Linked DNA regions of Mus musculus: regions 1, 2, 3, 4 and 6 are each linked to region 5. A link is a contact called in public ChIA-PET and promoter capture Hi-C data. All regions are on one chromosome and are shown on one strand. The core of a region is the stretch at or near the end of the contact, and the rest is flanking DNA. Distances in the headings are between cores, read along the strand shown. Region 1 holds the start of Crls1 (cardiolipin synthase 1). Region 2 overlaps Lrrn4 (leucine rich repeat neuronal 4). Region 3 overlaps Cds2 (CDP-diacylglycerol synthase (phosphatidate cytidylyltransferase) 2). Region 4 holds the start of Tmem230 (transmembrane protein 230). Region 5 holds the start of Gpcpd1 (glycerophosphocholine phosphodiesterase 1). Region 6 holds the start of Slc23a2 (solute carrier family 23 (nucleobase transporters), member 2).

Region 1 (4,721 bases), core at 1,097-3,596, 270 kb before region 5:
GGGAAGCCGAGATCATGATGTGTATCAGTAGCAAGTATGTTTGCATGAACCAAAAGGGAAAAGTGGCAGCGCTCACTTCTCAAGATCATCTTTAAACAGCTCATGACCCACCTACCTCATAAGAAAAGGCATTGATACTAAGAACCCGACAGAAAGCGTGTCGGTGTAGAGGAATAATATGGTGGTTGTTGGAGGCAGGTGGAGAATACTGTCACTGAAAATTATAGAACTTCAAATTCTATAGGGACAATGGCCAAATCAGAAGCAATACAACCCTCTAAGCTGGAATCTTCTATTCAAGTAGGACTACGCTATATAGTTGTATGAAAACAAGCTCATTTCACCCAGGTTCAAAGATTAGAAATGTTCCTGAAATTTAGAAAAAGTATCAAGCTGCTGAGACAGCTCGAGATTTGCCCTGACCTTTGTATGTGTAATGAAAAGAGTAAGGCTATTGACCACACTGTGGAACAAAGTCAAATACTGACCCAATATTACAGCAACTCACAAAAGCTGGGAAGAGAGAAAGGTAGCTAGCTCAGGGCTGTGCTAGAAAGCAAAAGCCATCAGACTATGGCGGCACACGCCTTTAACTTGGGCACTCAAGAGGCAGAGGCAGAGGCAGGTGGATCTCAGAGGACAGCCTGGTCTACAGATTAAGTTCCAGGACAGCCAGAACTACACACAGAAACCCTATCTCAAAACTAAAACAAGCAAGCAAAAGCTGAGAATGAAGAGCTCCAAAGTTAGTCTAACACACTGAAAGAGCATGACTAAATAGAAAGCTGCACCCAGCCTCCTCACTTCCCTTGGTAAAGACACAACACAACTACAGCTGGCTACCAGGCCAGTAAGTGAGCCTGTGCCCCACAAAAAAATGTTCACCGGCTGGCATGGTGGTGGTGCAGGCCTTTGACCTCAGCACTCGGGAGGCTGCGGCAGGTGAATCTCATGAGTTCGAGGCCAGCGGATCAAGTTCCAGGACAGCCAGGGCTGTTACACAGAGAAGAGCTGTCTCGAAAAACAAAACCCTACAAAAAGCTCATTAATATCTAGTTATTACATTTGGACATTTGTGAAAGTCGACAAAGCTTAATCTCAAATTACCCAACCAGATAACCTGTGGCATACTCGGCCAACTGTGCTGGGAAGGGCTTCAGCCAGGTTGAGGGCAACTTCAAAGCATCCGGCGGCGTTCAATCTCCAAGAGTTTTAAAGCTAGGCCTGAAGCTGTGACCCCTGCCGGGGTGTGGCCACCTCAGCCCATGCTGTGTAACTGAGGAGAGCAGGGCAGTACAGTGGCCGCTGAAGACCTAACAATTGAAGATGTAATAATTGCATGGACTTGCTAACATGACATCAAAAGCTGGGCCACACTCATGCTCTGGTGTCACCTGCTTGGGAAGTTATCTTACCAGGCAAGGTGAACAAATCCTTCTGTTACGTCAAGAATAGTCTGAAGCTTTCTATAATACAAAGTTGAAAGATCTTTTCATTACAACCTAAGCCAGATAATTATCCTCCGTGATACTGCTAAAGACCAAAGGATGATGTAATCTGCACAAACGGACAGAAGGGCCGTTCTTATGGTTCCGCCGAACTTAACCCTGAAGATTCACTTCAAAAAATTAAAAACAGATTAACTAGACGAGCGATGGTTGTTTTTACCTATGCAACGTGTAGACACACCTCCCAGCAACGGGTGTGCACACAAGGGGATTACAGTGGGTTTCAACTTGGCCAGAGACTGTACCCGGCGGGGGACCCCTGAAGTTCACCAAGATCGAACGCCCTGGCTGCCCGTAACTTCCCAGAACACCGGGTGAGTGTCGCGACAGAGCGCCGAGCCCGTCACCTGCGTCCCGCCGACCCTCCCTCGCACGTACCGAGCTGGCGGCGCTCGCCGGGACCCATCGGGCGCTGGGGGCCTGCGCGGCGGCACCTCCTCCTCCGGCGGCGGGCTCCGGGGCTGCCTTCCCCGCGCCCGAGCAGTGGGTCCGCGGGCCGGCGCCGGGCAGCCGCAAGGCGAACGCGGCCGGCCGCAGCCGCCAGCGCTCAGCCAGGCAGCCGAGGCAGCAGGCCGCGGGCGGCAGCAGGGCCCTGCGGGAGCCGCCCCTGCCGAGCCGCGCCCCCGGAGGCCGGAGGGCCACGCGAAGAGGGCCCCACGCGCCGCGCGCCACGCGCCAAGCCAACATGGCCGTGTGGCCTCCACGGAGTCCAAGAGTCGAGAACTCAGACGCCCCTGGCACCGGCTGCCAGCTTCTCTAGAGAAGTCGAGCGGTGCCGAGGCCGTATGGACAGCTCCATACTAATTTCTACACTCTGGCACTTTCCGCTTATACAGGTGGCCTGAACCGCCAAGGGAGTCAGCTTTCACGACGTTTTCACGACACCCAGCCGCTCTGCTCACCGGCGCCCCCGCGCGGCAGCGGCGAGCACGAACAGCTAAGGCCCGCAGGTTAGGAAGACCTGACTAGTGAGTAGAGCCGCTAGTGCCTGCAGGCTAAGAAGAATGACAGGTAGGGAAGACCAAGAGCGAGTGCCACGTGGCCACAGGAAGCCACTTATATCAGGCCTGCCTGATGCCAAGTGGCCCGCTGGTGTGCATGGCTCTGTATTATCACTGGAGATGTAAAGCATTAGTGTTGGCATCAAAGTAGTTAAGTACCTACTCTGCTTCCTTAGCACTAAATGCATATGAATAGAGCAAAGGGAAATGTCAATAATAGCAATCACTAATTGTTTACTTGGGAAGTGCTTACTGTATGCGTTATAGTGTCATTATTTATCCTCTCAACAACTCTAACATGCCTTCTGTATTTGCCTTTACTTTTACAGGTACAGAAGCCCGTGGACAGGAGAAACCTGCTTATTCTAAGTCTGAATTAGAAACAAATCAGTTCACTGTTATAACCTTACCTAACCTACCATTTTGTTATAGATTTGAGCTTGAACCCAGGGCCTTGAATCCAGGTCGGGCAAGAACCAAACCAGTGAAAGGTCACCACGTGGTGATGTCTTGCAGTCTTTCCACTGTTCTTCAGCCCAGTCTGTGATGGCACACACTCACCTGGAAGTTGTTCGTAAAGCCCACATCACATTTGACGATTGTAGTCTTTTTTTTTTTTTTTTCCAAGACAGGGTTTCTTTGTGTAGCTCTGGCTGTCCTGGAACTCACTCTGTAGACCAGGCTGGCCTCGAACTCAGAAATCCGCCTGCCTCTGCCTCCCGAATGCTGGGATTAAAGGCGTGCACCACCACGCCCGGCTAAGGATTGTAGTCTTAAGGAGCTTTTTATCAAGATCATCTTTATTTTGTTTTGGTTTTTGCGAGAGGCCTAGACTTTTCTTTTTAATTAAAAAAGGAAGAAAGAAAAATGAAGAAAAGGAAAGAAGAGGAAAAGAGAAGAAAAATCTAAGCAGTGGTATGAAACAAAGAGAAAAAGAAGTAAAAAGATAAATCCAGGTGGCCGTGGTGCATGCCTTTAATCCCAGCACTTGGGAGGCAGAGGCTGATAGATATCTGTAAATTCCAGGTCAGCAAGGGCTACACAGAGAAAATCTGTCTCGAAAACAAAAACAAAGTCAGTTTCTGTTCATAATTAGAGTTACATCCCCTTGTATATAGTCTTAGCCTTAGTCATCCCCTTGTATACAGTGGTCTGATCGGCCCATTTTGGGATGGATGGGTCAACTGATGGAGCTGCTTGCAGCTAATCTAACCAGCTGACTTTGATCATATTTATATCAGCTACCACTTGGTTCCTTCAAGTCAGGGTTTAATATTTCTATGGTATTCTATGGCATATTATCCCTCATTTCATTTTCATTTTGCATTTACTATCAGTTAAATATTCGTTGTAAAATACTAGGATTTGCTTTATTTTGGTTACTCAGCGCACACTGCTTTTTGTATGTGTGTAGGTGTGGGGGCAGAGGCTGATGCTGAATGGCTTCATCAGTTCAGGCTGGCCAGGGAGCTTCAGGAAACTGCCTCTCCTCCCTCCACCCAGCGTTAGGGTTACAAATGAAGCATCCTTGGCTTTTTACATGAGGATCTTACTCAGACTTAACCAACTGAGCCATCTCCCCAACTCAGTTTTTGGGTATTTTGGTTTTTTTAGTTATTCATCTCCTGGTTTCCTGGAAGTTAAGTAACTAATTTCTTTTTTTTTTTTTTTTTTTTTTTTTTGGTTTTGGTTTTTGGTTTTTGGTTTTCCAAGACAAGGTTTCTCTGTGTAGCCCTGGCTGTCCTGGAACTCACTCTGTAGACCAGGCTGGCCTCGAACTCAGAAATCCACCTGCCTCTGCCTCCCAAGTGCGCCACCACTGCCCATAAGTAACTAATTTCTAATCAGTGTCTGTTAAATGCTAACGTGCTTATTGGCTATATATACAAAGAATGCTTTGGCTAGAGGTCCAGTTCCATTTGAAGACTCACAAAAACATGATGAATTCTGATTTCATTGGTCCTGCCTCCTTGAAGCAGACCACAGGAAACCCCTCAGCATGGGGGTTTCAGGTCCATGTCTCTGTATGTGCTTTCTCTTCTGAGGCCTGATGAACAGTGCTTCTTGCTGCTGCTCTGATGCAGCAGGCAAGCCATCCCTTTACCTTCTGCAGACACTCTTCCAAGTACAGGGATGGCATCCATGAGGCACAGAGGCAGAACACCTTAAGCACCATGGCAAGAGGCTAGTTTTATTTTACAAACTACTGGAA
Region 2 (4,352 bases), core at 206-2,705, 290 kb before region 5:
TCCATTTTGGAATCAACCATCCTCAAAAGTCCAGCTGTGGTGTGGGGCTCCTCACTTCCATTCCCTACTTTGTTTCCCATGGTTATCGCCAAATCCCTTAAGAGCCAGGGGCTAACCATGATGTTAAAAAAAGATGTTGAGAGCACAGGCTAAAGCCAGAAAGTCTGGCTTTGTTCCACTTCCTACTGTAGATACGGCTGTGCTCTGCCATTTGCTAGCTATGACATCTTGGGTAGTTAGCTCCTTCTTCCTATTTCTTGTTTTGCCCAGAAGGGATGAAGGGACTTCCTTCAAAAGTTTCCTGGGCCAATAAAACGATGTTACCAGACAATATCAGATAGAGATATGTTGACAGAGGAGACACCCCACATTAAGGATTCCAAAGCTTGAAATCCAGGTATCTCCTAATGAGTGGTTTCCCTTACAGGGCAGCTGATACCATGTGTGAGCCTGCTTTAGGATCCACGGGCCCCTTCTCAGGCCCTCTCTCCCTCTCCCACCTGTCTAATGTGTGCAGGTCAGACCAAAGCACCACCCTCCTGCCTTCAAACCCAGGCCGCTTCGATCATTCAGTTTTTGCACCACGGATACAGGGGCCTTCCATTGAACAGAGCACGGCCTTGTCTGCTCAGCCTGGAGGAAGCCAACAAAATATCACCAAGGTCCCTTCCCTCACCATGACTTCCCCCACACAAGGATCATGGATGTATAAAGATGCTTCAGAGGAAACTGCCCAGTCCACTAACTCTGAGCTAGTTTATAGTCCTTCCAGGGCTCTGCCTGGTGCTGCCAGTTCTGGGGCAGAGCAGACTGCCACACATATCCTTGAGCCTAATATTTCATCTGCCTCTACCCCATTAGTCAGCAAGTACCTTGAACCCTTGCCTACTTCACCAAACCCCAGGAGCTTACCTCAGACCAAGCAGAGGACACAAGCCACGCCCAGGGCTCTCCACACAGACCCTCCACAGGATGAGATTCCAGTTTTGCTGTTAGATGATGACAGCGAGGAGGAGGAGACTCGGGACCAGGTGGCGGCACCTCCCCAGGACGTCTCTTGTGAATACCACCCCTGCAAGCATCTGCAGACCCCGTGCGCAGAGCTGCAGAGGCGCTTCAGATGCCGTTGCCCTGGTCTCAGTGGGGAGGATACCACTCCAGACCCTCCCACGCTGCAGGGGGTGTCAGAGGTGACTGACACATCAGTGCTCGTCCACTGGTGTGCCCCCAACTCAGTGGTGCTCTGGTATCAGATCCACTATGTGGCAGAAGGACGATCTGGGAATCAATCCGTAGTGGACATCTATGCTACTGCCAGGCAGCACCCCCTGTACAAGCTGACACCTGGCACCACCTACCATGTGTGTGTACTGGCAGCCAACAGGGCTGGCCTGAGCCAGTCACAGACCTCAGGCTGGAGGAGGTCATGTGCCACTTTCACAACCAAGCCCAGCTCTGTGGTCATCTTCTGGGGACTGTGTACCGCCAGTGGCCTGTTACTGGTTAGCACCCTGGTGCTGTCTGTGTGTCTCTGGAGGCAGCGCTGGAAGCCACACAGGCAGTTCTACGACACACACCTGGTGGCCTTCAAAAACCCAGCCAGAGCTGAGGAAGTAACTCAGTGGGAGTGACTTCCTAGCCTGTACAAGGCCTTGGGTTTATCCCCAACATCCAAATCAGACACATTTGAGGCCTTGATTTTCCTTCCAGCAACCAGATTAAACAAACCAGCCTTGGCCACCTGCAGAGGCTCCAGAACTTCAATTATCCCCGTGTCTCCTATTTGAAATACATCTGCATGCAGAAACATGCTGATGCCTAAGGACAACATGAGCTTCAAATTCCCTGAAGCCACCATGTCTCAGGCTCACACAGAACTACACTGTGTCCTCCTCTGTTGAAGGAATGAGTGTATCACCCTTCCTCCTATAGTTGTTCTCACTACGCCTGTCTTACTAGCTCCTGTCATTCTGTGACATCCTTTACATTGGTCAGTACTCCGTATATCCCTCAGTACCAAGTGAGATACTACACTGAAGGAGATGGGATAACAAAGCAGTTGTAAGAAGGAACAACTCCTTTAGAAATGCCATCTCTAAGTTTCTTGCATGGACGTTCCCTTGTGGCCCGATTTTAGCACAATGAGTTCTGTTGGCCTTGAGCTGATAGCCAAGGTAAGAGCTATTGTTGGTTTGCTAAGGCCTTCTGGATTCTTACTTGTATTTCAGGGTGTGTCAAAACATGTATTTCCAGAGTTACAGTTAAAACTGGCCTTCTGGTAACATTTGTGAGACACAGGCAATTTGCTTCCAAGTCTTTCTGTATTTCACCCATGTTGGTCTCAACTTAGATCCTTCTGCCTCTGTCTTTCCAAATGGTGGGATTATAAACATTTGGAGCGGAGGCAAAATTGAACTCACAACAGTGCTTATTTCTATTGTAAGGAAAAGTTGTTTGAATTCATCTCTCATCTTCAAAACAGGCTGTAGCACAAACACCATGCTGCAGACAGCAAGTTTATCAAAGCTGAACCTGAATATGAATCACACTATACATTTCTAAGTGGGTTATCCAAGCATGTTTTCAACATTCTAAACTGTATCCTTATTCTCATCAAATATATGCCCAGGAGAATTTGAAAGATCTCTCTAAATCCCACTTTAAAACTTACAAAGGCAGTGGAGTGGGAGTGGGTGGGGGAGCACCCTCATAGAGGCAACGGGGAGCGGGGGAGAGGGCAGATGTGGGATGGGAATTTGTGGAAGAGGAACCAGGAAGAGGGATATCATTTGAGAAGTAAACGAATGGAATGATTAATAAAAAAAAAAAATTTAAAAGAAAGTTACAAAGGCCAAAATGTGAATTAGTATTAAGTCCTAACACATAATTAAATGGCCTCAGTGTTTCTAGCCTACTCTCAAGAATGAGTCTATTCTATGGAGACACTTAATAAATTTGCCAATTTGTATACATAAATGTATATTCTAATATTCTCATTTAAATAAAATTCTAGTATGTTAAATGGACAGGATGTATTTTGTAACAATTCAATACAGAAGATCCTGAGGGCATTTGGACTGTAAGAGTAGATACAGAAAAAGTGTGTTGACCAGAGCTAGGTCGAAAGCCCTTCATTCTAAGGATACTATGGGTTAACAATAACTGCAATAAGCTAATATAATTAAACGGAGTAAACATCTAATTTCCTCCATAAGCACTCTGCCACCTTTTTGACATTTCTCAATCACCATCCTGGATGCTCCAGCAGTCCTTCCATCTCTAGCCTCAGCAGCTCTCAGTTAGAAAACTGTGATGGGAGAGTTGAGGCAGAGGCAATGGCCAGCCTTGCCCATCTTTTCTCTTGCCCCTGTGATTCAGTTGTAGAGTTTAGTATGTTCTAAGACTGGGTGGCTACATTACTTCTCTACTGCTGTGACAAAACACCATGACCAAAGCAACTTACATAAGGAAAGGGTTATTTACTTGTGGTTTCAGAGGGTAGGAAGCTGGCAGCAGGTAGGAACGGCAGTTGGAGCTAAAAGATGAGACAGTTCAAATCCTGACTCACAAGCAAAAGCAGAGAGCAAACTGGGAATGGCACGTGGCCTTGAAACCTCAACGTCTGTCCCCAGTGACACACTTCTCCTAAACCAAACATTCAAACACCCGAGACTGGAGGCATTCTCATCCAAACCACCACAGTGGCTAAGACGTCAGGACCAGCAACAGAGCTGCACAATGCAATAAAGCTTGAGTTTCTGTCTCTTAACTTCTATTTGAACACAGTTCAACAAAATGACTAGAGGCTTACTGTATAGTAGCATGTTGGGGAATGTTTCTGTGCAGTGTATTCAAATGCTGATTTCTGTACCCGGACATCATCTGGGTGCAGTCCAGAGTTTGGTATTGTCATCATTACAAAGCATGTTCTGACTCGGTATTTTGTAAGATATTGAGATATTGTTTTCCTTTACCTCTGATTGGTTCAAGAGCTGATCAGCCTAGGGCTGGGGAGGAGAGTTAAGGCTAGACTTCCAATCTGAGTGAGGGGGTCCTGGGTGGAGAGTGTTGAGTGGCCAGGAGGGAGTTGCCATGAGGACACGGATAGGGAGGAACAGCCAGGGTGAGACTAGGAAGGTAGGTAATGGGGCATGTGGCTGGGTGGTAGGCAGCATAGCAGGGTTAGAATAGATCAGAACCCTGTCCAGCTGTAGTGCAAGAAGTTTATCAATAAATATTCCAGGTCTCCTTGTCGTTATTTCAAAGCAAGGGCAGGTGCAGACAAACTTTTACATCCACACGATTCTTAGGTTAAGCTAAGGAGAGAGGGCAACCAAGAGCCTCTAGTATGT
Region 3 (4,585 bases), core at 936-3,435, 290 kb after region 5:
AATCATCATCAAAACCATTGGTCCCAGGTAAATGATAATGAAGAAAAACGCGATCATGGCCAAAGTCAGGATGCCTCTCACCCACCAGTTCTTCCACCTACGTAGAGAGAAAGATCTGTCAGGCACAAGCCAAGGAGGTGGGACTAGAGGCCCCTAAGTGTAACCCTCTCCACAGCATCACCTCAGCAGAGGCACAGCTGGTGAGGGCAAGACCTCAGCACCACTGCCTGCTCACATCTGTCACTCAGCAGGTGCAGAAGCCACTAGCACACTCCTCAAAGCATGGCGGCAGTGCAGGGAGAGCCAGAGAGAAGGTAGTGTCCTTCCCTTCTGTGTCTGTGGCCACTTCTTTTTTTTTTTTTTTTTTTTTTTTTTTTGGTTTTCTGAGACAGGGTTTCTCTGTGAATCCCTGGCTGTCCTGGAACTCACTCTGTAGACCAGGACAGCCTCGAACTCAGAAATCTGCCTGCCTCTGCCTCCCAAGTGCTGGGATTAAAGGTGTGTGTCACCACTGCCCGGTACTGTGGCCACTTCTATCTGAAAAGAGGAAGCTAAAATCGGTTTCCCTGCAGCTGGCTTCTACAGAGCATGGTCCTGAAATCACAATGATAACAGCTGTCTTAGACCACAAATGCCGACTGCCACAAATATGCACCAGGCTTGTCTACAAGAATATGCGGCAACCCACCCCACCATCAACACAACAAACTGGATAGGTTTTAATTCAAATGCATTTTTAAATCAGCACGTAATATCTGTACATATTATGCTGAGAAATGAAAACAGACTCCACGGCAAGCTAGTGGTAAGGCTAAGGATTCACGATGCCCTACCCACGGGAGGGACACAAGGACACAGGGACACTTTCAGAGAATGCTTTGCAATCTCATGATTTATGCTTCTCAGGCATGCACACAGCTGTTGTTAAGAGGACTGGTTTTGGGGGCGGGGGTCAGGAGTCTTAGACTTCTTAGTTCTTCCTGGACTGAAGGAAATGTTCACAGTGGGTGTACATGGAGGAGAGAAAATAACCTTGAGCCGCAAACCCTAAAAGCCTGTCTTACCCAGCAATGGACACATGCACACTAAGCCAGGTTACCTTGAGGACAGGTTGGAAAGGGCCCTGTTAAGGACCTCTGGGGTGTCATCTACGGAGGTTGGTAGGGGAGCTGTTTCCGCTCGGCTCTCGCTGTCAGACGCTGTCTCTCCATCTAGCTTTGCTTCGGACTCTGATTCCTACACAACGCAAAAATAAAGAGCAAAGGTCAAAACTGCTGGGGAACTACTAAAAGTGAACAGTTGTCACAGGAGATCCCATTAAAAGAACTCAGTGCACTGGCATAGTGAGGTGACAAGATAGATGGGCCACAGTAATCCTGACAGTGTTCTGACATGAGTAGAGACAGGGATGCCATACCCAATCTGTCAACAGCCCCACACCGTGGACCCTGGAGGAGGTATAAGAAGACAGAAATGGCCTCCAAAGAATGCAAAGAGAGGAGGCTGTGACTGACTTCTGAGGGCCTGGCCCTGAGCCTGCCATCGTTTAAGTATCCCAGGCTCACCCCTATGTCAGCCTAAGCACGCAGAAATAGCTGTCCATTTCTGAAAACCCTGCTCCTCCTGCACCTGCACCTAACCAAGGGGAAGAACCACGGCCTCTATCACCACTGACCAAGATAGCTGAACACTTTGATATTCTCATTTTATGAAAGGACTCAGTAAGGGTCCCCCTCATCCTTAGGGGTTCCTTTGTGTGTTGTCTTGTTTTACAGTACTGGGAAATTAAGCCTAGGGCCTTGTTCATGTAAGACCAAAACATTATCTACCACTGATCTATATCCTCCGGTCCAGTGTAGGGATTCCCTGAGGAGAGAGAAGCAAATGGCGCCAGAGCTGTGTCCCACTCCACTGTCAGGCTTTAAACACTAACACCTCCATGACTGCTCCTCTCAGAGAAAGTGAAGTCCTGGCACCAACATCAACTTTCCATTCGTTAACATTTACACTCACACCTTACTGGCAACCTGTAGTAAGACTAGATAATAATGCCACGTGGTGGCTATTGTAGCTCTGATCCCTAAACCTCAGGGCTTCAAACTGTAAGCACCTGCCCTGCCCGACCTGCAATCCACCCACAGACACACTCTAGGAGCATCCAGAAGCCACAGAAACTGAGCCAAGCATCAGAGAAGGCCCAGCACAGGGTTATTTTTAACTTATCTATCCCGTTGTCAAGGAGACTCACTGAGACTGCTGGGTTCCTAGGCAGGAAAGGACAAAAACAAAGGCTAGTGATGGGGGGTGGGGAGAGAAGGGTGAGGGTTGGTTTACGGAGAGGATGCTAAGAATCTCTGGCCATATAAGGTGGCATGTATCTACAATCCTGTGATTTCAGCTCCCAAAAGGATGAGGCAGGAGACTGCATTGAGTCTGAGGCTTGCATGGGTCTACAGCAAATTTCCAAATCAGTCAAGGGTATACAGTAGAAATGTCTAAAAAATAAAATAAGAAGTCAGGAGGTCATAGTGGCACACACCTTTAGTCTCAGCACTCAGAAGCTAGAGACAGGCGAATCTCTCAGTTTATTGAGTTCCAGAAAAGCCAAGACTAGATAGAGAAACCCTGATTTAGAAAACCAAAAAATAGTCTCCAGTAAGTAAATAAATAAAATAGTCTTTTATGGACCCCAAGCCTGACATACATCTTCCCTGACCTGATTCTACTTCCTCTTAAAAGAAGAGGAAAGAGAGGTATCCTGAGGCTCAAGTCAGGAAAAGGATACAGAACTCACAAAGCACTATGGCTGCTGCCACTACCTCAGGATGACTGGGATAAGGGACCAAGACACGGAGTAAGTCTAGAAGAAGCAGGCCTCAAGGAAGGGAACTCCCCAGGTTTTACCAGCCTCCAATGAGCAAGCTCAGGAAGTCTCTGAAATAAACACCTTGGAGCCCTTCTTAGGAGTACCGCTAGGCAAGAGGCCAATGCCCATTCAGGCTCCTACCCACAGCTGGGAATGCTGAAGCTGGCCACCTCCGCTACTCACCCTTACAGCCAGGCAGAGGTCAGGACCAAGCACACCAAGAACCTAGAGCCTGCAGTTTTTCTGGCCTCTCCTTAACCCACAGGCACCTCCTTCCACTCAGGATAGCTGTCAAAGGGAAGCACCCCACAGCAGCTTCCATGCTGGGCTGAAGACAGACCTGAGCCCAAATTCTGGCCCGTAATAAAAGCAGCACATACTGGGCAGAGAGCTCAGAATGAGGGACTGGAGGGCTTGCTCTGCGGTGAAGAGGGCCTGCTCCCTCCCCTTCCAGAAGATCTGAGTTCAGTGTACAGCATTCACATCTTTCTGTTACCCCAGCTCAAGAGCTCGCCTGGCCACACCAGGGACCAACACACATGCAGCACCCACACACATTGTAAGTGTTTGCTTGCTTGCTTGCTTGCTTGCTTTGAAGTCAGCAGTGGAGCCGAGAGGACGGCTCAGTGGGAAGACAGCTGCTGTCAGGCCTGATGGCCTGACTTCATTCTCTAGTATACAGAGAACGAGAGCCAACTTGCAAAAGGTTGTCCTCTGGCTTCCACACACATGCCTCCATCCCACAATAAGTAACTAAATACACATTTAAAAAAAATAACAGCCGGGCAGTGGTGGCCCATACCTTTAATCCCAGCACTTGGGAGGCAGAGGCAGGCGGATCTCTGAGTTCGAGGCCAGCCTGGTCTACAAAGTGAGTTCCAGGACAGCCAGGGCTACACAGAGAAACCCTGCCTCCCCGCCCCCCAAAAAAAACCCTGAAAACAAAACAAAACAAAAACAATTCAGAAGTACAGGAAAACTGTCTGCAGCAGGTGGCAGCTCTAGTCTGGGAAGGAAGGCTGGGTCATGTTCACCACACTTAGCACAGGTCTCCTTCTCTGGTCCTCCATTAGGAAAAAGACTCCCTTATCTCACACAGTTAGAGGAAACCAGGGTAGCTATCCCATCAGCCGCTCCTGCTCCCACCTCTCAGGAACAAACAAAACACACAGGTCAGAAGCAAAACAAAACCTTCAACAGCCGGCCAAAGTGAGCACCATTCCCAAGGGGTGGGGGGAGAGAGGGAGAACTCTGGGCTAGGCACTTTACAAATTACTTGAATGCAGAATTTGCCTGGGTGACCTCATTTCACACAAGCAACCCAACCAAAATTGAAGACCCCTTAAGGCACTTGTGATGTCTAACAAACGCAGGCTACCTGTTAAAGCAGTCACCTGCCATTCATGGTGATGTTGCAGGTTAACCTTGGCAGTGTGTACATTGCCCCTTTTTGCTTTTATTGTACAGTCAGTACTATAAAATTTGTTTTGAGTTTTATAACTTTGTAGCATTTTAGATAAGGTTGTGTTTGTACTTGTGTAGAGTGAAAGGACTGTTGAATAAAACCTAGGATTAGAATGCAAAAAAAAAAAAAAAAAAAAAAGAATGCATGTGTGTGCTCACTCTCCCCTGGGATGCACACAACACAATTTGCCAGTGTGTATGCCAGAAGTGAGGGCCTCATCCCCTTCAGATTTACTTGGTTTTAGTTTACGTGTC
Region 4 (4,599 bases), core at 588-3,087, 330 kb after region 5:
GCATCTTAGGCATTGCTAGAAATTGAGAAAACTAAACCTTTGAAGATTGCTCCTGAGATGCCAGCGTGTCCTGAGGTCTTTTCTGTCACCAAGTTTGTACCTGAGTATTCTTAAATATTAAAATAAAATATGTAGATATCTTCTGTAAATAACCTACTTTCTTTTCTCTCCATTCTCCATAATTTGCTTAAAGAATAAGCTCCAAAGTAAAAACTAGTTTTGTTAACATGAATGTTTCTGCTTTACAAATACTGGTGATTTTCATCAATGATCTTGACGCTAAATGCAGTTTTAAGAAATATTGTTCAATTTAAATAAAGTTAACAATTTGAAAAGTCATAGAGCAGTGCCGCCTTTGTACCATGGCTACTGAATAGTTATACCCTGTTAGGTAAATGGGCTTTTGTTCTCTCTTCCATCGTGGAGATAGCAATAAAAAAATGTTTCTCTTGAGTTTATGTAATTACGTTGTGCAAAGTTTTCTGGTAGCCTTGTTTGGGATGTAGCTCTTTTAAAATACAACTTTAATGGCAGTGCAGGGGGTGGGGTGGATAAATCTCTCCCTAGGCCAACCAGGACTACATACAGTCCATCTTGAGTGAAGCAAAGGCCCAAACTTCGTGGCTACTTGATCCAAGAAGGGTTAAAAAGGCCCTGTGGTTTTGATCATGATATGCTACATAAAACTAAAGAATATTTGAGTATATTTATTGTGTATGTGTGAGGCTCATGTGGGGGTCAGGACAATTTTATAGGAATTGGTATACCCCAGCACCCTGGCTTCCAGGGGTTGAATGAAGTTCTTCAAGCTTGGTGACAAATTATCCTACCTCCCCTCTCAGTTTTTATGTGTGTGTGTCTTTTGCAGGTATGAGTGAGCATGCGTGTGTTAACCTGGTTTGGTGTGGGGAACCATTTTCAGTTCTTGCTATATTTCAGCAGGATCTCAAACCATGGCTAGTATAGAGCCTGTTTGCTCTGTTCCGGGAGGCCACATTTGAAGGCCTTTAAATACTAAGCTCTATCTGTGGACCCCAAGATATTTTTCCTTTGTATTTCATGTTTGACAGTATGTAGACAATACAGCTTTGTTCTGGGAGGTTGTTGGTTAGAGCTCATGCCTAGTAGCTACAACTGTTCAATACTTTGAGCCAATTAAGTGCAGAAGGAAGTAGCCTGCAAATACTGCTCTCAGAGAACTCTGGAGTGGTGGGAATGCTTTATCAAGACGTCACTTTCATGAGGATGAATGTTAGAACTCAGCTGTGTCTGGTAGGTAGGACACTTACCTGGGTAGTGTTTAATAATCAGGTAGTAATAACAAGATTTTGGGGCTGTGAGAACGCTAATTAGTGAGTGGTGACCAGTGTCAGCATAGGGGTGTTTAGGACAGGGCAAGATTCCTGGTGGGTATCCCTTGTCCACCCCTCTGGATACCCAGGACTCTGCTGTGCACCGATGTGGCCATGGGGTCAGGACTGGAACCTCAACAGTTTTGCTGTGAACTCGATCCTGGTGGGTGAGACCCTAAGTACGCGCCCGCCCACCCTATGGAGGTAGCAGGTCCTGGTCACCAGGGCAAAAGCAAGCCGCTACCCGGTTGAGCATGGTGGCATTCGCCATTTGTCCCAGGCAAACCTTATGTTCGAGGCCAGCCTAATCAGCATCCTGAGTTCCAGGACAGCCTGCGCTACGTAAAGAAACGCTACCAAACATAAAACAAGACAGCAATGAAGCCCTCCAGCCATGTGCCCTGGAAGCAAGATTCGATGACACGATTTCCTGGTGACAGCACTTCCGGTGCGCCTCTATCCGCCACGTCACTTCCGCTGGGCTGTCCTTAAGACCGCCCCTTCCGCTTGGCTGTTGAGCGAGCCTTGCGAGCGCGCCTAACGGAGAACGGGGAGCGCAGCGCGGGTAGGGGGCGGGCGCGCGCTCCCGGAAGCCAGCCGCGAGACCTGGCCCTGCCACCGAGGCTGCTTCCCGGAGACAGTTAGTTCACGTTGGCGGCGGCGGAGGGCGACGAGAGGTTGTCCACAGCGCCACGCTTAGGTCCTTGTGGGCCCGGGAGGGTGGGCAGAAATCGTGGTGGGGCCGGTAAAAAGTGTAGCAGAAACTTGGGCTGATAGTTTTTTAAGTTGTCATTTACTATGTGATAACGCCACTCTAGAATCCCTTGCTAAGAAAAACAAATCTTCCCATTTCGTTGTCGTGCTGCAACGTTTTTGTTTTGGTGCGAGTTTATAAGTGGAAAGTACATAACTTTATAACTTGTAATACAAATCAGGCATGGTTTAATGCTTCGAAAATCCTGCTTATTGGTAGCTTCAACTTTTAGATATGAGGAATTAAACATGTTATGGGATGGCAACATCAAAAACCTAGTACCTAAGGTTTAGAAATGTAAATGGATTCCCGTTGCTCCTTTTTAGTACTTCTGAACTAGGATGTAATTAACCAAAACGCAGAAACACTTGACACCAGTTTTTTGCATGCTAGTTACTTAAGGTCGACTGTAATACCAGTGTCTGGCAGCTCATTAAGATCGAAAAAATATCACATGCCATTGTGGAGATTATGTGCAAAACATCACACCAGTGAAGGCCACTTAGTTTTCTTCTTAAAGATGGACTTTTTGCGTTTAGAATTCAAATGCCATTGCAAATAAAATAGTCTGTTTTGTTTACATAATTGTATGACTTTATAAAGAATCCACACATTTCATTTATGGTAGGGGAGAGTGTCTGGTCTTCCTATGTTGCCCAGACTGGCCTCCAACTTCGTATATCCACACCTTTCTTCCCAAGTAGTTGGGATTAGAGTAACCTACTGAAGTACTGAGCTTAAATTTCAAACTTTTAAGATTTAAACGTCATTGCTTTTAAATTTTACCTACTCTCAAATAATTCAGTAGTTATGATTTTTATTATGTCTGTCTGCTTTGAATAGTTTGAGTAAAACGGATTTTTAGATCCGTTTTTTCAGGAGCTACATGATGTGGAATGTAAACTCACTTGTTTCATGCTTGGGATGGGAGCAGAGAGGCAGGTGGCCGTGGATGTCTAGTGTGGTATGGATAGCCAGGGCGTTTCCCACATGGATAAGAATTTGTACATAGAACCGTACCACACCTAGAAGTAGACACGATGCTGATGTGTGTGTCATTCCTTATCCTCCTCCTCCTCCTTTCATGGCAGACAAAAAAGTTATGTGAATTTATGCTCCTGAGGAAAGTTAAGGGGTAGGCAGTACTGTAAGGGAGGGGTTGAAAATGTGAACATTGGACTTTAGAAAATTAGGCCAGAAACATCGGTAGCAGATTGAACAGAGCCTGATTCTTGGTGAAGTGCCTTTGGTGTCTTTCTGTGAAGTCAACCTAGATCCATAAAGGAAGCATGCTTAGTGTGTACAAGAAGTGTCGGGTCACCGTAAGCAGTGAAACGCCTAAGCTACCATGGGTAGCATGTGGCACAGCAGCTCGGAACAGTATCTGACATCCTTTCCTGGGCTGTACTGGGACTGCTGCAGACAACAAGTCTTTCCCTTTCAGACTAGCTGTGTTACTCTGTTATGATGCCGTCTCGTACCAACCTGGCAACTGGACTCCCCAGCAGTAAAGTCAAATATTCAAGGCTTGCCAGCACAGACGATGGCTACATTGACCTTCAGGTAACATAATCAATCAATTAAAAAAATTGGCTACTATCTGGACCAGCAAGAAACAAGCTGATTTCCAAGCTCTTTTGAGCCCCAGCTTGGAGAGGGGATCTTAGCAGGGCAGTTTCAGATATCTGCAGAGTTTTCCATTTCCAGTTTCAGTTGAAGTGCTAAAGCTACATAGTTATAGATTTTATTTGACTCATCCAGAAAATTCTTTGCTGACATCATGAGATGCAGATACAGATATTCTTTATGGCAAACAAGAATCTAAGCAAGTAAGTTTGTGTCCTCTCCTGACCAGTATTGAGTAGGATTAGCATCTCCTGTCCCTGAGGATAAAACAGCCTAGGTGACGCCTGAGCTAAGGAAGGAGTCCGTTCTTTTAAATATAAACAGATCAATAGTTCTTTGCATTTATGTGAAGAGGGGAGAGTAGCTCTGGGGAGCTTCCAAACCTGTAATGTCAGAGCTGGTAACAAGCTGAGCCTTAGAAGGTTTGCCTCTTACTTCTTTTTAAAATGTTCTTATGTTATTTGTACTAATAGTGGGTTTCATTGTAACATTTTCATAACATGCTTACACTGTATTTCAGCCTTAATCTGTCTCTGAAGCTTAACCTTGAGCTGAATCTACTTATGATGCGGGGCTTTGGGAAAGCTGAAGTGGAAGCTTTAGAGGTGGCTACGCAGTTAAGAGCACATACTGTTCTGCTGTTTTATTTATTTTATTAATTATTTATCATATAAAAATATATAATTATAGACGCTGCATATATAATAAATAGTATTCACAAATACTGTAATGAAATGAATATATTTATGTATTATGCCTATGAGTGTTTTGCTTTCATGTGTACCACGTGTATGCCTGGTGCCCAAGGAGGCCCAAAGAGCACATCAGATCTCCAGGAACCAGAGATTCAGATGTTTATGAGCACCG
Region 5 (4,785 bases), core at 34-2,533:
TTCCAGGTCTTCTGCAAGAATAAGCACTCTTAACTACTGAGCTATCTTTCCCACCCAGCATATGCCTTTATTTTTAAATCCCTCTCCCCCTCGTTTATATGTTAATACGAATACATTTTTCCCCCCATTTCTCGCCTGTGATTGCTTGAATCTGCCAATGTGGAACTCAAGGATACGTTGGGTCAACCATACTTTTATTGTTGTTTTGAGACAATGTCTTGTAATGTAAGCTGTTGCTGGTCTAGTACCCATTACGCAGGCAGGCAAGCCTCCAACTCATATCAACCTTGATTTAACCTCTGAGATTCTAGGATTACAGATCTGTATCAGGTGCAGATCTTTTGATATTTTAAGAGGATTTAGGGAGGGGCATGAGTTAGATCTACCATCCCGAACCATAAATATTGCACAAATGGTAGTTTGACTAAATGATGAGATATACTAAAAACATTCAAAGGAAGTAGACTCTTGAAAAACACCACTTAAGTATGACTAACAGCAGAGAAATGAAGTCACAGCGAGCAATTAGCAGATGTAGAGCAGTGGACCTTCAATACGAAAAGGTGATTCTGCTTGATGCTCACTATCTCAATTGAAGTGAAACCCGATTACATAATGTTGTGTTAGAAGTTACCTAGTGGTTGATCTTGGGCTGATTTAGGGTTGGAGGCACACACAGAGATAGAAGAGGAGGAAGAGGAAGAGGAGAGAGGGGAGGAGGAGGAAGAAGAGGAAGGGTAGTTTTAGAAAGCAAAGAACAACTCTAGTTTGGTTTTATTTATTTATTGACTTATTTTATTTATTTGGGGTTTGTGACAGCAGGCTTCTAGAAGTCAACAGGAGTCTGGTCTCTCTCACCATGTAGATTCCAGTGGGTGAACTCAGATCTTCAAATGTGGTCAATGCCTTTATCCACTGAGCTGTTCTGAGCTCCTTGTTTTAGCTTTAAGGATTTAGTCTGTGATTGTTTCCTAAGGAATGCAGTTTCCAGAAAACATCAGGCTCCCTCAGCTCTCTTTTTTGAGACAGGATCTCACTTTATAGCCTTGGCTGGCCTCGAACTCGAGTCTACTTGCCTGGCTCAACCTCCCCAACACTGGGATTACAGGCGCACCACCTTGACCTTCAGTACCTCAGCTGACCCCAGCCAGATGGGCTAAGGCTGTCGGGCCACCTCAGGTCTCTGGGCAGCCCTTCCAGGAACACGCAGCCCGCCCCCCGGCGCGCGGCCGCCGATTGGCCAGGACCGGACCGGGCGTGACGTCAGGCCCCGCCCCGCCGCCCTTCGACCCCGCCCCGCGGGGTGGGCTGGCAGTTTAGTCTAGGGCAGCTGAAACCGGTTTGAGAGGCGGCTGTAACTGGGCTCCTTGCTTCCTCGGGCCACCTAAGGGAGCGCTGGCGAGGCGCTGACGCTCGGCTCCGTCGGCCGCGGCCCAGGCTCTCGGCGCGGCCCGGAGCGGCAGGTGAGGGGGGCCGGCGGTGCGGGCGGGCGCTCACGCGGAGGGGCGGGCGGGCGGGCGGCCTGGTGTTCCGGAGCCGCGGTGCGGCTGGAACCCCGGCTGCCACGCGCGGCTGCGGTCCCACTGAGCGGCGTGACCCAGGACAGCCACGGAAATCCCGGGCGGAGAATAGGGGAACAAAGAAAACGGCGGAGCTGGAGCCCAAGCCCTCGGTGCCTCCCTTCCTCCGCGCCCCCTCAGTCACCTCGCGCCCGCACTGGTGACTCGCGCGGTTTTGACAGCTGCTTCTTTCCCCAAAGTGCCTAGAAATTAGTGCCCGCGAAAGAAACTCCGGGTGACAGTACAGCCGGGCGGGGGGAACCCAGGGCTTTGTGTAGCTCCTCGTCCGTGCCCTCGGTGACGTTTTAGGGCTGCGGTCCCCTTGGCGTCGCCGGCTTGGAGGCAGTGGCTGCCCCGTGCTGCTTCATCTGCCGGGTCCGGCCAGAAGCCCGAGGGCTTGGAAGCCTGGAGTTTGCCGGTTTCTAGCGATTCTCTGACTCTGCAAGCAGCAAGCATGGTCGGGTCTAGAGTCCCCTCTTATACTCCTGTCCCCTGCCACTCTGGGTCTCCTGCCCACTTAACTCTGCCCTTCAAGCTGCTGCCTGCTACATTTCTAACACAATAAGGAAAAGAATAAATACAAGCTGTCAGCCTCCCCTCTCTCCCAAATTGCTCAGTGTTCTAGAAACACACAGCACAAAATAAAACTGGTAAACCCCATGCAGTGGCTTACATACTAGGGGAAATCAGTGTTCTAAACAAAATTTAAATCTGTAAAGAGAGATACAGGAAATTTGCACCCGGAGAACTGGTAAACACAAGAAAACTGAATAATATTTGGTGTGTATAAAAAGTTGGTGGGTGAGTCAACTATTTGTATATAATAAAAACGTGTAATAAATGCATATGAAAATGATATCAACACGAAATGAAAAGCATTTGTAAAAAATCCCACTGCATGTCTAAAGATGATGAGATGTTAATTTGGCTTAAGGACTGTCCAAAGGCTAATGCCTTTGCTTAATGAAAAACCCATTCTTGTCTGCATATGTTTGATTAAAATATTAGCTGAAAGTATATGGAGGTCTGAGAAATGGGGCCATAGTGATCCCCCCACTAACACGGGCAGACATCAGTGTGGTCACTTAACCTGCTTCTTAATTATAGGATATTCTGAGAATCTGCTAGAATCGAGGAGAATTAGAAACAGCTTTTTTTTTCTTTGAAAAGTTTTAAAGGAAAACACAGATGTTCTTTTTTGGCCAGAAATATGTGCTTTAGCTAAAAATACCCACTTTCAGTTCAGCTGTAAGCTAAATGTTTCTGTCCCTTTGGGGTTAGCTTAAATTTCCAGTATGTTTCTCAAGCTGATAAACCAGCTAGGTCTGAAACTAGCTAGGTCCACAGTTGAAAACATTCAGCAAAAAAGAATAAACTTTTTTGTCAGGAGGAACTGTGAAAAGTTTTGATGTCAGTAAGTTATGGTGGGTGACATTTAAAAACTCCTTGAGTCTTTTAACAAACTTCAAATGGGCCAGACACAGGCTGCAATGCACACTTTTTTTTTAAACAAAAAAACAAAAAACAAAAAAAACCAAAAAAACAGCCAGGGCGTTGAAGTGAGATCCAGCCTCAAAAATAAGTAAGCAAATTAAATTAACAGCTCAAATTTACCTAAACGTGCTGTGTAGTATATATCTTTAGGTAGTACAAATTGGGAATTGCATTGGGAAAGGAATTACCAAAGCCAAAACAACAAACTCCGTAGTGAGGCGGTAGGTGAGCTGGTTATCTGTCTCAGCCGGGTGTGCAGTTACTAGCAGTTTTTACTCTTACCTTTTATGTGTATCTGAAAGACCTCCTTCATCCAAGTTGGGATATTTTTGTTTGTTTAGCAGAAGAATAAAGGTAGATGTAAACTTTGAGATCCTCAGTAGAACAGGTACTTTCTAAAACACTGTTACTGCTGTTTTGGAGGCGGTTGGGTGCTGAAGCTGTCCTGCACCAAAATTTTGGCCTCTGTCCATGGTCAAGTGAGCTGCCAGCACAGCGCCTTCCCAGGTTTGCTTGGTATGGTGCTACAGTTTTTGAGGGGTGAGAATTGAACTAGATTGCTGACTTTTGACAATTCAAGTGGACGATGGCACTTGTCTCCTGGACTGTTCTGTGTTTCCATGTGTTTGTCTCTGTGTAGTGCACCAGCTGCAGCTGTTACTGCTGAGTTGTCAGCGCGATCTCGCAACTGTAGAGATAGAAAACTTGGCTGTTTTCTCTTTTATTAAATATCCAGACTGTTCCTGGTTGTCTAATGAAGTAGATGTTTAGAGCTAAATTTGTACTCACTGTTAGTGTGAGTACATGGAAATAATTACATGTGACATCACTTACATTTGATTGAATTGGTTATAGCCAACGAGTAGTTAGCTGAATACCAATTCTGAAGTCTTGTAGATGAGCTTGACCTTAGTTTAGAATTGTAAACACTGGGTGAAAGTTCAGATTACAGTGTAAGATTTATAGGCTGGTTAGACTCACCAGAAAAGGAAGCTTGCTGAGAGGCCTGAGGGCCTCACTGCTGAGAGCCTGTGTGATCCCCAGGACCGTTCATGGGAGGAGAGAACCAACTCCTGCAAGTTGCCTCTGACCGTCATGTGTGTACCTTGGTCCTCCCTCCCTTTCCCCTTTTCTCTCTTAAAACACAAAGAGAAATTGAAGTTGGTTATTCAGTCAGTTGCTGAGTTATGGGTTTAGTCTGTCTCTTAAAATTATTTCAGTGTGCTGGATAGTAGTGGTGGGCACCTCTAATCTCAGAGGCTAACGCAAGCAGATCTCTGAGTTTGAGACTAGCTTGGTCTATAGATTCAGCCAGGGCTACAAAGAGAAACCCTGTCTCAAGAAACAAAACAACATTTAAATTCATTCAGTAACTTTAAAGCTTTTTTGGTTAGATTTGGGTCTGTTAAATGGAAGGTTGCAGTATCTCAATGAACCATTTTACTCATTAGAAAGTGCTTGTATGCTCAGGGTTTTGTCAGCTATTCTAAAAGAACTATTGAATATTCAGATAATCTACAACTTTTTTTTTTTTTCAAGACAGGGTTTCTCTGTATAGCCCTGGCTGTCCTGGAACTCACTTTGTAGACCAGGCTGGCCTCGAGCTCAGAAATCCACCTGCCTCTGCCTCCCGAGTGCTGGGATTAAAGACATGCGCCACCACGCCCGGCTTAATCTACAACTTTTATATAAGATTTTTTTTTAACAATTCTAGAACAACCACAGGATGTAT
Region 6 (4,762 bases), core at 550-3,049, 430 kb after region 5:
ACCAACCTGGGTGGAAAAGAGTGGGACAGTCAGGAAGGCTGAGTGGCTTTATCACATAAAAACATCTCCAGGAGGGGGTTAGTCAATGGAATGTTACTAAGCCAAGGAAGGAAAAAAAAAAAAAAAAGATCTGTAAACAGGCAAAAGGATTTGGCACTTAGAAGGTCACAGATGACGTCTGAGAAAGCGGGAGACTGATGGTGCTTTATAGTGCTTGTTGAGTGCGGAGGGTGGGGGAGGAAGAGATGCAGGAAACCAGGGAGGGAGGGGGGAAACCCGGAGTGAGGTAGTGCTTTAGGATTGGAGGTAAAACTATAAAGGGGGAGTTAGGGAGTGGGAGACAATATATATGGGGGGAAATGAAGAAAAGAGATGAACTGAAAAGATCAGGGGTTCTTGATCTTGGAACAGGCCTTCTATTCCAAAAGGTTCCATATTGTGGAGCAGAACACACACATTATGTTTTTAAGGGTGGCTGGAAACTCTGGCATAGAAAGAGTTGTGTGCTTCTCTGGTGCTGGTTACAGAATCATCTCTTTTCTTCATCTTCAGTGAAGATGAAATACTAACCTATGGTCTTCCAGGGTATGCTGGATTTTACAATTCAACTTACTGTTTTTTAGGGTTTTTTTTTTTTTTTTTTTTTTTTTTGAGACAGGAGTCTAAGTAGCCCAGGCTGACTTCAAATTCATCGTCTTCCTGCCTCTGCCTGCAAAATGCCGGGATTACAGGTGTGCACCACTAAGCCTCACTGGTTTTATTTTAGTGTGAGACTTAGAGAATTATATATTGATTCTCTCAGCTCGTCCGCACTAGCCTACTTTATAAAATGCCCGTCTTTGCTGGTTACGGCATGCCTCTATTGATCAGTGTGCTACCAGTCCTCAAGACTGCCAAACATAAACAATTCAGGAATAAAATCTGCTTTTTGTTTTTAAAGATGAGGTCAGCTGTGGTCGACCATTCTTTATGGCTCTCCGGAGTTGCTTGGGGATGAAAGGAATTACTGGGTTAGAAAAACAACCAAGACAGTGGTTTCAAGATGGAAGACAGAAGAGAGAGCTAATTATTAGGGTTTTGTTTGTTTTGGTGGAGGTAAGAACGTGGTTTAGTTACAAGTTAGTATCTTAGACCACCGCCTGCAGCATCACCTAGAAACTTCCTGGAAATGCAAATTTCGAAGCCACACTTCAGTTTCAGCACCGCTGGGGGTGGTACCCAGTTTTAATGATGCCCCCCTGGGCAAGACTGCCCGGCCTAAGTGCTATGTGTTTATTGACACGCGGCCTTTTGACTCACAGCCTAAGTGCCCATCCAGCAGGCATTCCTTGGGGGGTACACTTGAGAAATACAGAATAGCAGGTTGCCCCCAAACCCGCTCTATCAGAACACACGCCCCAGAGAAATCAAGCCTGGTGTGTCTTCTCCCGCGTCAGCATAAGCAAGGAGGCTCTCTTTCCCCAGCGAGTTCGGAAGCCTGACGGCCCAATTGGATACGCCGCGAAATTGCTTTAAAGCGGGTTACCCACTGAGCCGGGTACACTGCACCCCTCTCGCTGTCACCCCACAGCTACTGCAGGGCTTGGGGTCCTGCAGGGTAGAAAGGAGGCTCTGAAGGGGAGAGCCTGCGAGCGTCGAGCATCCTAGGCGGCCCCCCCGGAGCAGGTGTGTGGGGAAGGGTCTGCGGCTCGGCGCCCCGGGGCGCGCGGGCGGAGCCGGGGGTCGGGCGGGGAGGGGCCGGCGCGCGGGGCGGGCGGCTGCGCGGCTCCCGCCCCCGGCCCGCCCCTCCGCGGCGCCATTTTGCAGGCGGCTGCCGCGGGGACCCAAGGCGGCGGCAGGCACTGCGGCGCGAGCGGTGCGATCGGCGGGACGCGAGCCCAGCGAGCTGCAGGCAGGTGAGAGCCGGGCCGCCGCGCCCCACGCCCCACGCCGGGTCCGCGGCAGCACCTGCCGGCAGCCCCGGTTGCTCGCCGAGCCCACGAGGCCGGCCCGCGCGGCCCCCGCGCGCTGTCACCCACCCGCGGCGCGGCCTGCGCCCCCACGCCGGCTCGCGCGGCCCGGCGGCCCCGGCTGCAGTGTCAGGCCGTGCGTCCCCGGCGCTCACTGCCGCCCCGCCGGGTGCCCCCGGGACAGCCACCGTGGGCTCGCCGTGCTGCGTGGCTTGCTGCGCGCCCCTCCCCAGGTGGTGCGCCCCGCATCCCCGCGCCCGGGGATTCAGGGTCAGCCCGAGGGGCGGGGGATGGCGGTGCTGTTTCCAGTCTGGCTTCCTTCCCTCTTTGCGGAAGGCGACACGGAGTAATTTTAGATGCCGCTGCACCAACCTTGCGACCTTTCACGCTGGCCTGCCCCGCAGGGGTCCGGGGTCGCCTTGTTGCCTGCGCTCTTGACCGAGAAATTGACATTGGAGTGTGATAACTTGAAGGTGAAGAATTGTCTTCATCGTTTGGCCGGAGATGTCCCATTAGATGTGTAGCCTATGGGAACTCGGCCTTCATTCCGGATGAGGGGCTTTAAGCGGGTCTGATGGGAAACTCCTGATTTTCAGCGCAAGGGGTGAGGGCAAGTGCACAGGGAAGAAAGTTAGCTTTTTGAAGGCTACTTGGGGTTGGGGCATTTGTAGTAGCTGTTAGTCTGCTTTTTGCGGTGCTGGGAGACCGGATGATGGCGAAGATGCTATCCCTTCTGACGCTTGGGTCCTCTGAACTAAGGCGGCCAGGGATGTGAGGATCTGGTATCTGAGTCCTGAGACAGCCTGGTTTGAGCTGTCATTAACTGGCCATGTGACTTCCCTTAGGCAGTTTTCTCCTTTCTGAAGGCTAGGCTAGGTGGCTGAAATTTTTCTGTTTTTTGTTTGAGTGCTATTGGGCTGAGGCCTCACCTGCTCCGTTTCTCTCATCTGCCCTTTCATCTTGTGTGACTTTGCTGGCCTGCTCCTTTAAGGTGTTTGACTCTGGTGAAGTTTGTGAGAGGCCTTCTTCACCTCTTAGAAGTTCAGGATTCTCTGCTGGGTTATAGTTGACCTTATCAGGGTCACTTTAGAACTACTCTCTATGCTTAGCTCATCCAAAAGTTAATAGCTTTGGGCAGTTGAGGCTGTCCACCGTGTTAGCACTCATGACACACCTGGTAGTTAGTTAAAAGGAGGCCCTGAGCATCCTCAGGCAGACATCAGCGAGGCATGAGGTATCTGTTCTCTAGACAATGTCTTTTGCTCAACTGTTAACTGATTCTTTCTTTTTATACCAGAGTATTTCCATCACCCCGACTCCCACCACTGTTTTATTCTTGTGGGAAGTAATTTCTGTAAGAAAGTAGGTGTTTGCCCGGCGGTGGTGGCACGAATCCTTAATCCCAGCACTCAGGAGTCACAGGCAGGATTTCTGAGTTCAAGGCCAGCCTGCTCTACAGAGTGAGTTTCGGGGCAGCCAGGGCTACACAGAGAAGCCTTGTCTTGACCACCACCACCTTAAAAAAAAAAAAAAAAAAAGGGAGGAAAGAAAGTGGGTGTTTGAGTGGCATTTTTTTTTTTTTTTCTTTTTGTCCTGGCTGACCTGAAACTTGCTCCAGGCCAGCCTCAAAGTCAGGGAGAGCTTCTAAGGTCCAGTTTAAAGTTCCACCCCTTGCCCCTTACTCCAGATACTTGCCTGGTACTTAGTTTTCTGAGTATGGCACATTATGCTGAGATTAAAACCTCTACTAAAAAGCAATTAGGCTGGGTGTGGTGATGTAAATGTATAATCTTAGCAACTCAGCCCAGCTGGTGGAGATGGGAAGAAGACAGGCCAGCCTGGGATAAAGGGCAAGGCCTAGCCTTGTAAAACTACACAGAATATTGATTTATTTTGAGACAAGGTCTTTATATGCAGCCGCGGCTGGCTGGAATTCATAGATCTACCACATCCCAGTAGTGAGACTAAAGGTGTGTGCGTACCACCATGTCCAACAAGAAAGTTAAAAACAAACTAGAGGGCTGGAGAGATGGCTCAGCAGTTAAGAGCACTGGCTGCTCTCCCTCCCCCCCTTGTTTTCTTAAATTACAGGATCTGGATTTAATTCCCAGCACCTACACGATGTCTCACAATCATCGTTAACTCCAGGGACTCCAGTGCCCTCTTCTGGCCTCTGTGGTATGAACACTGCACACACCTGAGACAGCACGCTCCGGGGACACCACCCACACACGTTTTTTTCTTTTTTTAAAAAGTACTTGAATCAATATGACTGTCCAGGTGTGAGCTGAGCCAGGACGACACCAGTGAACATGCTAAAGAGGATGGGAAAAGGTCCACGAGGCTTCAGCCCCACACCGAGAGCTGTAGGCAACCGCAGAAAGCCGGGAGTGGCAGAGGTGGTCCTCCCAGGGACAGTACCAGTCGGCTGTTCAGTGCCAAACGGTCAGCCCTGACAACACACATACAAGTAACTGAACAGTTATATGTAGGTATATGTATGTGTGCGCACACACACACACACACACACACATATATGTATATATATATGTACATATATGCATACTATAATAATTAGTGAGAAAAGAGGCCCTGAATTTAAAGGAGATTGGGGAGAGGTACATGGGAGGGTTTGAAAGTAGGAAAGGGAAAGGAGAAATGTAATGGTCTCAAAAAGAAAAAAAATTAGTGTTGTATATGGTTTAGATAGTTGTGGGGTTTTTGTTTGTTTGTTTGTTTGTTTTCAGATTTATTTAATGCGCCGCATGCTTTTGATCCCAGAACTTGGGAGGCAGAGGCAGGCAAATTTCTGA

Evidence for each region. Promoter capture Hi-C pulls out the DNA fragments that hold promoters and counts their contacts. ChIA-PET counts read pairs in DNA pulled down with a chosen protein or histone mark. Capture Hi-C pulls out chosen DNA fragments and counts their contacts.
Region 1: a promoter capture Hi-C map of adipose tissue shows a contact between it and region 5. The contact joins the promoter of Crls1 here to the promoter of Gpcpd1 in region 5. A contact is called at or near these places in 24 of 39 promoter capture datasets (the 3T3-L1 cell line, 3T3-L1-derived adipocytes, the C10 cell line and 16 more), 10 of 484 Hi-C or Micro-C datasets (CD4 T cells, CD8 T cells, the G1E-ER4 cell line and 6 more), 5 of 115 datasets of contacts at active chromatin or transcription factors (bone marrow-derived macrophages, effector CD8 T cells, memory CD8 T cells and 2 more) and 4 of 9 other capture datasets (adipose tissue, embryonic stem cells, liver and 1 more).
Region 2: a promoter capture Hi-C map of liver shows a contact between it and region 5, with 2.1 times the contacts expected there. The contact joins the enhancer-like site here to the promoter of Gpcpd1 in region 5. A contact is called at or near these places in 12 of 39 promoter capture datasets (the 3T3-L1 cell line, 3T3-L1-derived adipocytes, the HPC-7 cell line and 7 more), 3 of 484 Hi-C or Micro-C datasets (embryonic fibroblasts, embryonic stem cells and liver) and 1 of 9 other capture datasets (adipose tissue).
Region 3: an RNA polymerase II ChIA-PET map of memory CD8 T cells shows a contact between it and region 5, with 21 read pairs. The contact joins the enhancer-like site here to the promoter of Gpcpd1 in region 5. A contact is called at or near these places in 6 of 39 promoter capture datasets (the C10 cell line, cranial neural crest, hematopoietic stem and progenitor cells and 2 more), 3 of 484 Hi-C or Micro-C datasets (cortical neurons, embryonic stem cells and pre-B cells), 4 of 115 datasets of contacts at active chromatin or transcription factors (the 230-238 cell line, heart atrium, memory CD8 T cells and 1 more) and 2 of 9 other capture datasets (embryonic stem cells and liver).
Region 4: a contact with region 5 is called in an RNA polymerase II ChIA-PET map of effector CD8 T cells, with 34 read pairs. The contact joins the promoter of Tmem230 here to the promoter of Gpcpd1 in region 5. A contact is called at or near these places in 16 of 39 promoter capture datasets (the 3T3-L1 cell line, the C10 cell line, the HPC-7 cell line and 10 more), 8 of 484 Hi-C or Micro-C datasets (CD8 T cells, double positive thymocytes, embryonic stem cells and 5 more), 5 of 115 datasets of contacts at active chromatin or transcription factors (the 230-238 cell line, effector CD8 T cells, extraembryonic endoderm stem cells and 2 more) and 3 of 9 other capture datasets (adipose tissue, liver and pancreatic islet).
Region 6: a contact with region 5 is called in a promoter capture Hi-C map of pre-B cells, with 2.3 times the contacts expected there. The contact joins the promoter of Slc23a2 here to the promoter of Gpcpd1 in region 5. A contact is called at or near these places in 1 of 39 promoter capture datasets (pre-B cells) and 1 of 484 Hi-C or Micro-C datasets (muscle stem cells).

What each region holds. Positions count from the first base shown.
Region 1 is chr2:132,844,291-132,849,011 of GRCm38.p6, reverse strand. Crls1 (cardiolipin synthase 1) reads right to left here and starts at 2,346. Exons shown (of 7, transcript NM_001024385.1): 1 at 1,887-2,346. The coding sequence starts at 2,195.
Region 2 is chr2:132,866,979-132,871,330 of GRCm38.p6, reverse strand. It overlaps Lrrn4 (leucine rich repeat neuronal 4), which reads left to right. Exons shown (of 5, transcript NM_177303.4): 5 at 428-2,815. The coding sequence ends at 1,631. Among named protein-coding and RNA genes, the nearest start is that of Lrrn4, 12 kb to the left of the region's middle. Within about 2 kb of position 1,455, at least 17 of the 459 cell types and tissues checked have an H3K27ac peak or open chromatin away from gene starts, as enhancers often do. A contact at or near this core is called in 3T3-L1-derived adipocytes and liver, where this site is marked.
Region 3 is chr2:132,289,896-132,294,480 of GRCm38.p6, reverse strand. Cds2 (CDP-diacylglycerol synthase (phosphatidate cytidylyltransferase) 2) reads right to left here. Exons shown (of 13, transcript NM_138651.7): 2 at 1,100-1,236; 3 at 1-97. Among named protein-coding and RNA genes, the nearest start is that of Gm46766, 29 kb to the right of the region's middle. Within about 2 kb of position 2,185, at least 111 of the 459 cell types and tissues checked have an H3K27ac peak or open chromatin away from gene starts, as enhancers often do. A contact at or near this core is called in cortical neurons, heart atrium and memory CD8 T cells, where this site is marked.
Region 4 is chr2:132,245,026-132,249,624 of GRCm38.p6, reverse strand. Tmem230 (transmembrane protein 230) reads left to right here and starts at 1,837. Exons shown (of 4, transcript NM_027478.3): 1 at 1,837-2,052; 2 at 3,551-3,669. The coding sequence starts at 3,571. Pcna (proliferating cell nuclear antigen) reads left to right here. Exons shown (of 6, transcript NM_011045.2): 6 at 1-339. The coding sequence ends at 9.
Region 5 is chr2:132,574,746-132,579,530 of GRCm38.p6, reverse strand. Gpcpd1 (glycerophosphocholine phosphodiesterase 1) reads left to right here and starts at 1,283. Exons shown (of 20, transcript NM_028802.3): 1 at 1,283-1,463.
Region 6 is chr2:132,142,145-132,146,906 of GRCm38.p6, reverse strand. Slc23a2 (solute carrier family 23 (nucleobase transporters), member 2) reads left to right here and starts at 1,799. Exons shown (of 16, transcript NM_018824.2): 1 at 1,799-1,895. Gm14051 (a long non-coding RNA gene) reads right to left here and starts at 3,328. Exons shown (of 3, transcript XR_866753.3): 1 at 2,322-3,328.